Regions from separate parts of the Rattus norvegicus genome. Here region 1 is linked to region 2. The links are chromatin contacts, called in public Hi-C maps. All regions are on one chromosome and are shown on one strand. The core of a region is the stretch at or near the end of the contact, and the rest is flanking DNA. Distances in the headings are between cores, read along the strand shown. Region 1 overlaps Gcn1 (GCN1 activator of EIF2AK4). Region 2 overlaps Gcn1 (GCN1 activator of EIF2AK4).

Evidence for each region. Hi-C and Micro-C count contacts between places; a contact is called where the count stands out from the background.
Region 1: a Hi-C map of Schwann cells shows a contact between it and region 2, with 2.5 times the contacts expected there. The contact joins two enhancer-like sites. A contact is called at or near these places in 6 of 12 Hi-C or Micro-C datasets (the A7r5 cell line, Schwann cells, frontal cortex and 3 more).

Annotation. Positions count from the first base shown.
Region 1 is chr12:46,705,394-46,711,797 of GRCr8, forward strand. It overlaps Gcn1 (GCN1 activator of EIF2AK4), which reads right to left. Exons shown (of 58, transcript NM_001168664.1): 2 at 1,049-1,151. Among named protein-coding and RNA genes, the nearest start is that of Gcn1, 4.7 kb to the right of the region's middle. Within about 2 kb of position 4,163, at least 4 of the 93 cell types and tissues checked have an H3K27ac peak or open chromatin away from gene starts, as enhancers often do. A contact at or near this core is called in Schwann cells, where this site is marked.
Region 2 is chr12:46,656,385-46,663,834 of GRCr8, forward strand. It overlaps Gcn1 (GCN1 activator of EIF2AK4), which reads right to left. Exons shown (of 58, transcript NM_001168664.1): 44 at 7,435-7,450; 45 at 5,779-5,943; 46 at 5,036-5,197; 47 at 4,694-4,786; 48 at 4,282-4,425; 49 at 3,909-4,178; 50 at 3,510-3,623; 51 at 2,908-3,138; 52 at 2,105-2,298; 53 at 1,877-1,991. Among named protein-coding and RNA genes, the nearest start is that of Rab35, 18 kb to the left of the region's middle. Within about 2 kb of position 6,132, at least 2 of the 93 cell types and tissues checked have an H3K27ac peak or open chromatin away from gene starts, as enhancers often do. A contact at or near this core is called in Schwann cells, where this site is marked.

The DNA of each region.
Region 1 (6,404 bases), core at 2,913-5,412, 47 kb after region 2:
GAACAAGTGCTAAGAAAGGCGACTGGCGGGGGCTGGAGAGATGGCTCAGCGGTTGAGAGCACTGACTGTTCTTCCCGAGGTCCTGAGTTCAAATCCCAGCAACCACATGGTGGCTCATAACCATCTGTAATGAGATCTGATGCCCTCTTCTGGTGTGTCTGAAGACAGTTATAGTGTACTTACACATAAAATAAAGAAAGAAAGAAAGGAAGGAAGGAAGAAAGAAAGGAAGAAAGAAAGAAAGAAAGAAAGAAAGAAAGAAAGAAAGAAAGAAAGAAAGAAAGAAAGAAAAGAAAGAAAGAAAGGCGACTGGTGACTCAGGGTCATTCTAAGGAGTCCTTTTCTCAAATAACCACCCCCCCACACACACAAAAAAAGAAGATGTAGTAAAATTCAAACACCTGTGGTGAAATGTTCTCGGGGCGCATTAGAAAACTTGGATCTCTCAATCTTAGCAAGGCTTAGGGTCCTTAGCTGGAAACCACCTGCCACCATCTTCTCATGTCCGTGGACATACAAGGAACAGTGTCCCAAACCACAAAGAAAATGTCTGTGTGCCCACTGTACCACTCAACAAAGATTGACGTATCTTTAGAAACATTTGGAATCAACATAATTAAAACTATGAAAAACGGGGGTTGGGGATTTAGCTCAGTGGTAGAGCGCTTGCCTAGGAAGCGCAAGGCCCTGGGTTCGGTCCCCAGCTCCGGAAAAAAAAAAAAAAAAAAAAAAAACTATGAAAAACGGCCAGGCAGTGGTGGTGCTCACCTTTGATTCCGGTAAGTAAGGCAGAGGCAGGCAGGCCTCTGAGTTCGAGGCCAGCCTGGAGTACAGAGCAAGTTCCAGGGCAGCCAGGGCTACACAGAGAAACCCTGTTTCAAAAGCAGAACAAAAACAAACCTACCTGTACTGACCCAAATGTTTCACCTGTTTTGAAGCACACTTAAAAAAGGAAAAAAAAGGTGCAGGCAGGAGCCGGCTCAGGGACTAAACAAAGTGAGAGCACACGGACTTCCCACAAGACGCAGCAGTGCGGGCAAATACACACCTTTCCCAGCAATACATCGCCCCAGTTCACTGAGAATCTCTCTCCGCTCCTTCACACTAGCTGTTGTCACCTTCACTGCAAAGCGCTTCAGTGTCTCGGAGACCTGTGAAGACCAAACCCACACAACGTTTCAGCAGACGTGACAAACGCTGAGGGTGTACGTGTGCACAGAGTGTGCACAGGCACTTGTCATCGGACGCTGCCTCTGTGCGTTATGGGATTTTCAGCAGCATTTCTCAGCTCCACCCACTAGTCACAGCCAGAAGCCCATTCTCCTCCTGCCCCAGTTGTGACAATCAATTCTCTAGACACTGTAGAATCTCCAGGCTCAGGGAACAAAAAACACCCTCAATGTGGATACACTATTTTAATCCAGTCAACATGCCTTTCTTGAACTTGAAGAAGGAAAGCCAAATTCAAAAACCTCTAGACAGAACATATCCTTTCAGAAATATCCCAAATATATACCCCTGGTTGATGACTGTGGGTGAGATGTGAGCACTGGAAGGCAGCCCCACACCCACGCACACGTCAGCAGCATTAACTCGACCAAATATCAAAGCTAAGGACCAAACGCTAAAGGAGACAATGGACCCATAAGCCAGGAGTCTGACGTCCACGCACAGCATGGTATGGGTACACAAGAGCAGAGTCATGTGCACATGCAAGGTAAAGACACTTCTTTTTACAGGGGAGGGGCTGGGAAGATGGCTGAGAGGGTAAGAGCGCGTGCTGCTCAGGCAGAATACTGAGGTTCCGTTCTCAGCACCGACAGACACGGCTGCTCACAACCATCTGTAACTCCAGTTCCAGGGGACCCGACACCCTCTTCTGGCCTCTGCAGACACACAGAGTGCACAGTCAGTCAGTCAGGAGCTCACACACACACAGGAAATGAGATTTAAGTGAACATGAATGTGAAAGGGTCTGCCCTGGGCACTCGGGAGGGAGAGGGAGAACTGGAGTGGGTATGATCAAGATACACTATATACACTAGACAGTCTAACAGAACAAACAAAAAGATCAAGCCAGGTGCGGTCGCATATACCTTTAATCTCTGCGGGAGGCAGAAGAATTTCAGTGAGTTCAAGGCCTGCCTGGTCTACATAGAGACCCTGTCGAAAATGAATGAATGAGGGGTTGGGGATTTAGCTCAGTGGTAGAGCGCTTGCCTAGGAAGCGCAAGGCCCTGGGTTCGGTCCCCAGCTCCGAAAAAAAGAACCAAAAAAAAAAAAAAAAAGAAAATGAATGAATGACGGTACTTTTTTTTTTTTCAAGTTGTCATGGTTTGAATATGATTGGCCAAGGGAATGGCACTATTTAGAGGTGTGGTCTTGTTGGGTAGGTGTATCACTGTGGGCGTGGGCTTTAAGACCCTCATCCTAGCTGCCTGAAAGCCAGTCTTCTCCTAGTAGCCTCCAGATGAAAATGTAGAACTCTCAGCTCCTCCTGCACCAGGCCTGCCTGGATGCTACCATGTTCCCGCCTTGATGATAATGGACTGAACCTCTGAACCTGTAAGCCAGCCCCAATTAAATGTCGTCCTTATAAGAGTTGCCTTGGGGGCTGGGGATTTAGCTCAGTGGTAGAGCGCTTACCTAGGAAGCGCAAGGCCCTGGGTTCGGTCCCCAGCTCCGAAAAAAAAAAAAGAACCAAAAAAAAAAAAAAAAAAAAGAGTTGCCTTGATCATGGTGTCTGTTCACAGCAGTAAAACCCTAACTAAGACACATGTAAACCATACCTCAAAAACCCTGAAAACAAATATAAAGCAAACAAACAAAATAACTGATTATGATCCCAGGAAACAATTATTCTACTTAGGCAGAGATCTAGAACTAACCAGAACTAAAAATGTTATTTCTGATTTTAGATTAAGTAAGTTTAAGAACAACGGACAAGCTCTCTCCAACCACGCTCAGAAGCTACTTTCTGTATACTTCCCACCTGACCCAGATAAACCGAACTCTAGGTAAGATGGGCAAGATGTGGGCTCTTGGGAGGCCGGCTGTGTACCCAGCAGGCCCTCCCTTTCTGAGGTCACACTCTGACCTCCCAGGGAGAACGCAGGACCCTGGCCATTCTGGCAGAAGAGAAGCACACACAGCTGAAGGGGGAGACTATGAAGCTGGACCCCGATTCTGCTCTCACTAGCTGTGGACACCAGCTCAAACAACGTCAGCTCTGATCTCCAGTTTCTCCAACCACGGCAGTTAACAGCTCTTACCTCACGGGACTAGCATGTCGACCAGTGCATTCTCATTGAAAGCACAAAATTGCCTGCCATTGATAAGCCTGTAGGGGCAGCATCAACAGACCCGCCTCTCACTTCCACAACACAAGTGAAGCCAATGGCCACAGCATCTGTGTTCTCAAAACTAACCCTGAAAACAAACAGATCCGCAAAAGGGCACCAACATGCCCAGAGCCCCCATCATCTGAGTTAGCATTTTGTGAACATTCTTAGAAACCAGGGAAAACCTGCTCCTGGGCCTCAGTCTGCAAACTTCCTGCGAGGCGATCTTGCTCAGAGTGGGGAAGAGGACATTGTTTTTGAGGGCAGTTCATTCACAGGAAGTTTAAATCAGTAACTTGAGTCAAGGGCGAAGAACAATGCTTTCCTTTCAGGTTTCTTTTGGAGAAGGCAGGCATGAGTGTGGAGATTAGGGAACAACTTGTGGGAGTTCCACAAAGTGGGTCCTGGGTATTGGGTCTGCCAGCTTTCTCCTTAATGTTAAATTCCTGGTCTAATTCTCTCAGCAATGAACTGTCCAAACTTATAAACTATTTCTTGTTTTGATTTTTTTTTGGGGGGGGGGGTTCTGGTTTTCTTGAGACGTAGTCTCTCTACATGGCCCTGGCTGTTCTGGAACTCACTACATAGTTCAAGCTGGCCTTGAACTCAGAGATTTGCCTGCATTCGAGTGCTGGGAGTGAGGGAATGTGGCCACATTCCTGGCTTGCTTCAGTTATTTTAAGCTTCCATTGTTTTTACTTTCATTCAGGCAAAGAGCCCAGGAACTCCAGGTCCATCCCCCAAGTCTGAGCCTAGCCAGCACTTCTGTTGTCACCTCCACTATCCCCATGGAGCATGGAGGTGCTCGCACTGGGACTCTTGATCTTTGTTTACTGCCACCTGGCCTTGTACCCAGAGCCCACCGCACTCTCCGTCCCTCCAATAGCCCAGGTTTATATTAAGCCAGCAGCAGTGGCTGCTGTTGGAACTGCACGTAAACACTGCCGATCTCCATTTAGTGAACCCTGCTCCTTATTCCACCCAGCGTACCTATTTCCCCGGAGTTAATAATTGCCCTTCCCACGACCATGCTTGCTGTGTTTTTCCTAATCTTATTAATTATTCAACTCAAACTCTTGGTTGTGTGTCTTCATTCCAGAAAATTCTGCCCTTCATCGGGAAGGAGTCTCCCCGAGCTTTCTGTCCTTCCCCAGTTTGGCAGGCAATCCCTTGGGTGGAGGCATGTAAGGTAACCATCCCAGCATCTGTGACAAGGTTCTAGCCTCATATTCGAGTTTGTCATGACCGAGAATTCTATGCTGAAATCACTGTCCCTCAGAATCCCGAAGCGACTGTATTTCTCCGCTGAATGCTAACCTTTGGCTGGGGCTGGAAAGACCAAAGCCATCCCAGCATATTTTGTTCAGACGTGGTCGGTCGCACTATGTACCTAAGCAGGCCTCCAACTCTAATCCTCCTGTGTTGGGGCTCTAGGAATGCCTGGGTTCTGCCTTCATCTTTTGGAAGGGACACCAGGTTTTCTTTCTACAAGCTTCTGGGTCTTTTTTTTCCCCCACAGTTCTGAAATTTCATGGTCATTTGCTCTGTTGTGAGGCTATTTTATCTGTGGTGCTGACAAGTCCAGTCCAGTCTAGAAACAACTCCATTAGTCCGGGGAAAGCTGGTCCCATTGGCTTCACTTTTCTAAGGCTCGGCAATGTATTTCAGGTTGGTTCCTGAGTTTCCTAGCTCACGGGTCAGGACTCCTTTCCTTCAGTGCTCAAAAACCTGTATCTCACAGGGCGGTGGTGATACACACCTTTGGAGGCAGAAGCAGATCTCTGAGTCTAAGGCCAGCCTGGTCTACAGAGTCCAGTAAAGCCAGGGCTACATGGAGAAACCCTGTCTCAAAAACCAACCAACCAAACTGTATTTCTTCTCACTCTCTGGCTTCCAAACTTTTCTACTGTTGCTATGTTCTTCATTCCCCCCCCCACCCCCATGCCCTCATCCATTTGTTGGGTCTGCTTTCACTGCGCTAGGGGTCAAACACAAGGCTTCATACAGGTCAGACACATAGTCTATCCCTGAGCCTTGCCCTCAGCCCTAAAATACCTTGTAGGAGGAATGCCAGGGATAGAACCTAGGGTCTTGTGGATGCTGGCCAAGTCCTCTGCCACTGAGTCACCCACAGCCTGGAGTGGATGCATGTGTATGTGTGTGTGTACTACACGCCTGTTCAGATGCTCATATGCCATGGAGTGTGAGAGAGAGAGAGAGAGAGAGAGAGTGTGTGTGTGTGTGTGTGTGTGTGTGTGCACGCGCGCGCGCGCGCGCGCACGAGATCAGGGGACAGCTTTCGGGAATCAGTTCTCTCCTTCCACCAAGGATACAGGGGTCAAACTCTGCTCATTAACATCACCAAGCACTTTTGCCCAATAGGCCATCTTGCTGGCCCTGTATTATAATTTTTTAAATCCTTTACCAACCTCAATGAGGGCTGAGGGAAAAGGAAAAACAGATGACATATATACTACTCTCTGTCTTCCAATATAGTAACAGTAAACTTCTATTTTTTTTTTTTTTCTTTTCTGAGACAAGGTCTTCTCGAAGTGTAGTCCTGGATAACCTGGAATTTACAGACATCCTCTTGCCTCTGCCTCCCAAGTGCTGGGATAAAGGAAAAAAAAAAATCAGATGCTACCACATAGGGCAACAACAGAGCATTAAACCTATGGTGCTAGTTCTCTCGCCAATATCCAGGAAACTTTTCATACTCAAAAAGGAAGTCAAGGCTCTTCTCTTAATCAGAAGTCATGAGGCTGGGAGGAGCCTGTCCTATAATCCCTTGCCCAGCAAGCATGAGGCCCTGGGCTGGATCCCCAACATCGCAAAGGAAAATATGAAGTTACCCAGTGGGAACCTTGTCACAAGATGGAGGAAGAATATGCTAAGTGCCCTTACACTGGATGTTGGAAAGATCAGCTGTCACGCCTTCCAAGTTCACAGGGGTCTCCGTAGACATCACTGCCCGAGAAAGAGGACTTTCCCTGAAATGACAGGCTAATACATCAGCCCCTGCCCTTATGTGGCTGCTGTGAGGAACTGAAGGGCAATGCGCTT
Region 2 (7,450 bases), core at 4,882-7,381:
ATTTTGCGATTAAGTCCCACTCTGACCTCATCCCTCCAAACCAAACAGGCTGGCTAGTTTTAGTCAACTTGACAAAAAGTAAAGTCATCTGAGAGGACAGAACATCAAGGAGAAAAATGCCTTCGTAAAATCCAGCTGTAGTGATCTTAATTAGTGATCAAGGGAGGGTGGCCCCGCCCATTGTGGGTGGAGCCATCCCTGGGCTGGAGGTCCTGGGTTCTGTAAGAAGGCAGGCTGAGGAAGCCTTGGGGAGCAAGCCAGTAAGCAGCACCCTCCAAGGCATCTGCATCAGCTCCTGCCTCCAGGTTCCTGCCCTGCCTTCCTTCCAGGATGTGTAACCCTTTCCTCCCCAGCTAGCTTTGGTCGTGGTCTTCATCACAGCCATAGAATCCCTAACCAACCTACCAAACACATTCAGACTAGATGACTAGGAAGCTAAACCAAGCTGACTCTTGACTGCCATCTTCAATCTGAGGATAAGCTGAGAATAGGCTGTCCACCGCGTGAGTCTCTAAGCACTAAGCCCGCTGAGGACTATTTCCAACACCCTCTGGCCACATGAGCTACCTTAAGTTCTACTGTGGAAAATGCAAGTTTGCCTAGATCCGAACCTTTGCTGCACTGGCCCTGTAAAGCTCTAGGACAGAGACCGTGACCAACCGCAACAACGAGGCACATTCCTACTCATGAGGGAGTTGGGGTTGCAGTCAGAGAGCAGCCACTAGGGGCCAAAAGCAGAGCCATGGGCACAGCAATCCAGTACCCACCGTGGCTGTGCACAGCATTTGATACCACAGGAGCCAGGCTTAGCTCAGACTTGCAGCACTCGCATCAGAGAGAATAAGGCAGGATCACAGCCTGGGCTACCCAGAAAACCTTGTATCAAAAAAACCAGAGTTTGCTCAGTGGGTGAAATGCTTGCTGTGCAAGCTTGAAGATCTGAGTTCAGACACCTGATACCTGCATGAAAAGCCAGGTTCCCCAAGAGACTCACTGGCCAGTCAGTCAGGCCTAAAAGGGGGACTCTAGGCTCAGCGAAGAGATCCTGCCTCAAAAAAAGTAAGGTCGGGGGATTGGGGATTTAGCTCAGTGGTAGAGCGCTTGCCTAGCAAGCGCAAGGCCCTGGGTTCGGTCCCCAGCTCCGGAAAAAAAAAAAAAAAAGTAAGGTCGAGATGTGATTAAGGAGAACTTGCTGAGCTGGGCAGTGGCACACACCTTTAATCCTGGCACTGTGGAGGCAGAGGCAGGGGGATCTCTGTGAATTCAAACCTGGTCTACAATGCAAGCCAGGGCTACACAGAGAAACCCTGTCTCACCCCCCCCCCCACTCCTCCCTACACACACCATACACCATACACGACACACACATACAAGGCTGCCACAGCAGAGGGCTGTCTGTGGAGGAAACAGAAGTGCTCCCACAGACTTACCGCCCTGAGTCCTGCCAGGGCAAGGAGGGCATGGGAGCTGGGCCAATGCTTCCCAACTGTAGGACCAATGGGGCGGCACAGCCAGAGCCCCAGGGCCCCTGCAACAGCTGCTGCAGGAGAACAGGGCTCTGCATGGCCCCAGAAGCGGTCTGCTCTATCAGGGGACATCAGGGGACAAGCGGAGAAAGTGACTGAAGCTGAAGCAACTGGGGAAGGTCTGGGGCTCAGGGCAAACACATGCTCAAAACCCGTAAGACCTTGCTTGGTTTGACTCCAGAAATCAGCACCATAAACACTTCCTGACTCCCTGACTGCCAGAGCATCTGAAGGGGAGTGTTGCCCACACCCAGCTGGCAGCTGAACCAGTCACCCACACAACACAGAGAGAACAAGCGCAGACGAGAAGCAGTAGGCTCTGCAGTGCAGCCACTGACCCGCAGCCATACCTCGTCGTGGCCCAGCATGCCCAGCAGGAGTGAGACAATGTTTTTCCGGATGGCAGCATCCACTTTGGCGCCCGCACCCTGAATCACAAACCTGAGGGCCTGCAACATGGTGTCCCTAGGGAAGAAACGCACTGCCTTAATGAACCCCGGGCTCCCCGGGCTCCCCACCTCCTGCCTTCCATCTGCTCGGCATGGCCTGCAGACAGCGCTCCCGAGGCAGTGCCGTACCTTATACCTGGGTCCTCCACCACACGGATTCCATTGAGCAGCTCTGTAAAAAGGGGGTCCACCTTGATGTGGATGGAAATGAGTTTCCCTAGGGCATCCGCAGCCTTGAGGCGTACGCCCCGATTGGAGTCCTGCAGAGCTTTGGTGAAGGTGGTCTGAAGCTGGGGCAGGAAGGGCTTCAGGGCGATCCCGACCTGTGGGAGAATTGCCGTACCTGAAGTCAGGACTCAGACATCAAGGTCGTGGTACACTGACCTTGAACACCGGTGAGCTAGCCAAGCTCGCCCAGCCAGGAACAGACCGCTCTAAGCAGAGAAGACCCAGGGACACGCAGGAAAATCTGTCTGGCTGCTTCCATCTAAAGCGGTGGCTCTCGCCCTTCCTCACGCTGTGGCGACCCCAGCAACACAAGTTATGAAATTCCCACTTCATAGCTGTAATTCTGCTACTGTTACAAACGGTAACGTAAATCTGTGATATGCAGTCCCCGTGACCCCCATGAGGCCTCAATGTCAGGTTAAGAACTGCTAACTTTCAGCTGATGAGTAGAGGAGGCCGTGGCCCTTCCGTGGCCCTGGTTGCATGAGGCTGCAGCTTGTCTGCAAGGACGAGAACTCCAGCTTCTCTGAGCGCACCCACAGCAGGCTCAGAGGCTGCACAGCTCTAAGGTCTGCTCACAGAGCTACAGCACGACTCGGAACTGAGCCCGCTCCGTCTATGGTGCATTCCCTCTGCCTCTAGAGGACATCACATGTCGGTCTCCTGCGAATAGGTTAGAATCCTAAAATTCCTAACTTACTCACCTTGCCCAGCAAGAGGCTGAGTGTCTCCAGCAGGGCCGCCTTCACACTCCAGCTGAACCGGTCCCCAAGGATGCGAATCAGAGGGCCAGTGATGCTGACCACAGAGGGCCTCAGGGCATCGGCCGACGTCAGGCGGATCACCAAGCCCAAGGCCTTGGCTGCTTCTTCCTTTTGCTCAGGACTGCCTGTGAGGACTCCTTCCCGTAGCACTGGAAGGATGGAGGTTACTCCCTGACAAGAGAACCAGAGTTGAGAGTCTAGTCTCAAACACCCCAGGCCTACAAACTCCCCACCCTCAGCAAAGCACTCCAGCAGCCATCTTCTCTCCAACTCCATGAGTCAATAACGTGGCTGAGCCACAGTCACTGCCAAGAGGCTGGGACCTGACTGGAGGGTGGAGGACCCAACAGGCTGATAACACGAGACGTGCACAGCCGCCACCCCCGACCACTCACTGGCTGTGGCTGAGACGCTTCATAGCTTAAACCAAGGGCACTGTGAGCCCGGTCTGCAGGGGGCGCCACAGAGCAGCACCGAACGATGGGGCAAGACAGACAGACTGGCGGCGGCTGCAGCGTCCTATACCCCAGGCCCCGGCTCACCTTCTTTGGAAGGCAGAAGCCCGGCACATGCTCCCCTCGGCACTCGTTGCCTATGTAGCGGATTTCCTTATGGAATTCTTCGATCAGGGCCAGCTGGTTGCCGGCATCCAGCTTCTGTGAGGGTTGGGGGAAAGCACCAATGAGGCCAGACCTTCCTCTCGGGACATGGGGCAATGGGGGCGAGAAGGGCTGGCCTCAAGTCACCCGTGCTGAGGCTGGGTAACGGCAGCAGAGGCTCCATTTGGAACCATTTTACAAATGTCTGCAGCCTTCGGCCCCCTCAGGCACAGACCTGCAGTCCCTCCACTGGACGACTGAGGTGGGAACACCGCTTGAACCCAGGAGACGGACCCGGCACCGGCACCGGCACCCACAGACAGCAGAGGTCAGCAGCCTCACCTTAGTGATGGCGTTGAGAGCATCCCAGCTCTCCCCCAGAACCACAGGGCTGGAGTCATTGAAGAGGCGGATCAAGCCGGAGACCAGGCTGCGCAGGTGGCTGGTATAGTCAGCCTTGGAGCGGGAGCAGTACATGTTGAGGATGATGGCGGCGGCCTGCCTCATGCCCACCTCAGGGCTTCGAGTGGCCTCCAGCAGATCCTCAATGATGATCCGGTGCCCAGTGTCATCCTCTACCGAGAGGATGACAGCCTGACAGTTGGCCATCTCCTAAAAGCACAGGGAATGCGTGCACTGAGCGTGGAGTCTCCAAGTCAGCAAGGGCAGCTGTGGCAGCCCTGGAAGAGCTAGAGGAGCAGCCATGTTGCCGTACCAGCTGCTCGTCTGGAGTCCCAAGCTTTTCCTTCAGCGCTAACATGACTGCTGGGAGAATCACACCAAGGTGACGCGTCAGAGCATCGCCAGCCACAGATGAGAGGAAAGCCAGCACCCGGGTGTTGACAGGTGGTGTCGTCAGCTGGGGAACAGAGACAGTGTCATCCTGACAGCAATTACAGACTGGGGTCTAGGAGAAAGGACCAAGGGAGCCCACTCCCCACTCTGCCTAAGGGAGCCCACTCCCCACACTAAGGGAGGCCACTCCCTGGCTCTGACCTGAGGGCCTGCTCCCACACATCTTGAAAGACAAAGGAGTACCTGAGCTCCTTGATGTACCTTGCCAGACCCACCATTGCACATGCACAGAAGCCCCTGGACTGGGGTGTGTGCGGTGTGTGGAGATTTACCTTGGGTACCAGATAGGGCAGCACCACACGGCTCTTAACGGCCATGACCTGCTTCAGACCATCCAGGGCGAATTCTGACACCTCCTCGTCATCCTGAGAGGAGCATGGGGAGGACTGAGGAGCTGGCTCCGACCGCATCCCTGCTGCCAGGATGCCTCCCCCACTCACCTCCCTGTCACCCATATTTACTTACTGTTCAAGGACAGGCACAAAGCCACATCAGATCTTGTGGCACCCACTCCCTTGCAGAGCCCAAATTCCTGCCATCTTGCGATCTCCCCTGTGTTTCGCTGTCGCACACAGTAAAGGCCACATTGGTCGGTGTGAGGGAGACCCACTCACCAGCTGCTTCAGCAGGAACGGGAGAATGTCCTCCAAAGCCTGGTGGCCAATGGTGGAGTGCAGCTGCTCAAAGGTTTTGGCCGCCGCCTCCCGGACCTCCTCCAGGGGATCACATAGTGCCTTCCGTGCCGTGGGCACAAGGGACTCAGAGAAATAGAGCACCTACAACAAGCCAAGCATAGGCATGTGGCCGGGACCCCAGCTCAGCCAGATCCCTGTGCTAGACCATTCTATCGACTCTGACCATGAAACTGAAGTACAAAAAGACAGAGAGCACCTGAGCAGCCCAGGAGCCCCTCACCGAGAATTAGTAACTAAAAATTCACGTAATCGCTAAGTCCCAGTTGCTTCCTGTCTTCTACAGAACTCCACAGACCACAGCAGGAGCTCCAAGACCTGCCCTCCAGCTCTCTTGGAAAGACGAGTTCCTCGGTCTGACCTCTAAACCAAACGCTTCCTGTGCTAGAAAATCTTTAGTCTCCAATAGGCCTGGTGAGGGCTCTGTGCCCAGGAAACACGACCCTCCTGCCTCTGCCACCCTCCCCCAGGGAGGCGGCACACACATGGAGTCTAACGCACTGAGGGACGCAGTGAGGAGAGTCGTCTCTGGCTTCCTAAGGCCTCTTGCTGAGATTTTAGCTGAGGACACATTCTGCACACGGTGGGTAACGCACTCTGGTGACTACACCCTCCAGAGTGAGCCATTCGTCCCCCACGGCTGCAGACCCTGTAAAGGTACTCACAGCATCCCGGCTGGTGGACTTCATGATCTCGCTGAGCCCGATGCACACGCCCTGCCTCTCATCGCTCTTCTGAGACCTTAGCCCTTCTTCGAGGATGGGGATGATCTCAGGGAGGATCTTCTCCCCCAGCTTCCGGACAAGATCTCCCAACGTCCTGGCTGCAATCTGTCAGCACAGAGGGAGTCAGCAGCACACCCAGTCTCTGCCAACCCAGGGAGCCCAGACAGCAATTCCAGAATGAGGCTCTGCAGCTCAGAGGCCACACCTGAGCGGTCACCTCCTTAGATGACACTGAACGCACAGCGAAAATGAAGCTACTGCTGCCTGCCACTGTGCCTATGATTCTAGTGTGGGAGAGGCTAGAGCAGGGAACTGGCTGCCCTGAGTTCAAGGCCAGCCTCAGACAAAGATTCTGTCTAAACCAAACAAAAGAGAACAAAACAAAATGGGCAGGAAGATGGCTCAGTGCCAAGAGCCCTGACTCACTGCTCTTCTGAAAGACCCTTGTTTGGTGCCCAGCTCCAGGGGACCCAACACCCTCACTTGTCTTCTGTGGGCACCTATGCTCACGTCTATGTTCTCACACACACATTATCACTTACACATGATTCAAAAACCAACCAAACAACCAAACAACAGCTCTATCTTTAAGGCTGTGTGGTGGAGACCAGGCATGGTGGCCCATGCTGTAATCCAGCACTGGGAATGTTGAGGGAGGAGGACCGTGAGTTTGAGGTTAGCCTGCACAATCCTTGTCCCAAAAATAAACCATAAACACTTACATAAACAAAACAGACCAGGTCCGTCTCACATGCATGCACAGCACAAGTGTCAGCCTTACACCCCACATGAAGCTCACCAGAGTGGACAGAAAGCCAGGCTTCCTGCTCAGCCAACACCTAGCCCAGTGCTTTTGCTCAAAAGGAACTAATTTGTAACAAACGACTTAAGGACAAAGATTAACTTTGGCTTGAGGCATCACACCAACTCTTCTTTAAAGCTGAATACACACTGGCTTACCAAGGCCAGCAACCGGAAGTGGGCCAAAGGGGACGAGCAGGGTGAATTCAGTCCAGCCTGGGCGCATCCTCCTCACCTGACCGTCTCTCTCCGCCCAGCCGGCTCACCTCACACAGCGCAGCTCCTCCCCATGGACCCCCCCAGCTACAGTGGCCTGGCCCTGGCTTTCCCTAAGCCACGTACACCCTGCTCCCCACAGGGCCAGCGCAGCTGATGCAGGTCGTCTGACAGGTCCCACTGAAGCTGTCTTCGCTTTCCCACCTCCCCAGCTGGGCAGCGCTCACTAACTTCATCTTCAGACCACTTCTGAGAAGCGTCGGGACCTCTCTGGGCCACAGGTCTTACTGTAGGTGTGAGTGCTTGTGAGCTGCACTTGCCACAAGCACATCTGACACATGCCTGTGACTACCAGACTGATAAATACCTCATTAAAAGTGAGGGAGATTCCTTTCCTTGCCACTGTGTCCATGAGAGTGGGCCCCAGTGTGGCACATAGCGAGTATTTGCTGAATGGCTGAAGAACTAGTTAATGTTGCCCTGCTACATAGAGGATGCCCACCCATGTTCCCCTCCAGCTCCCCAAGCTCTGAGAGGACGAGCTTAGGGCTGGGGCGCGGCCAGGCCCAGCAAACTCACCGTTCTCTTATCTGCA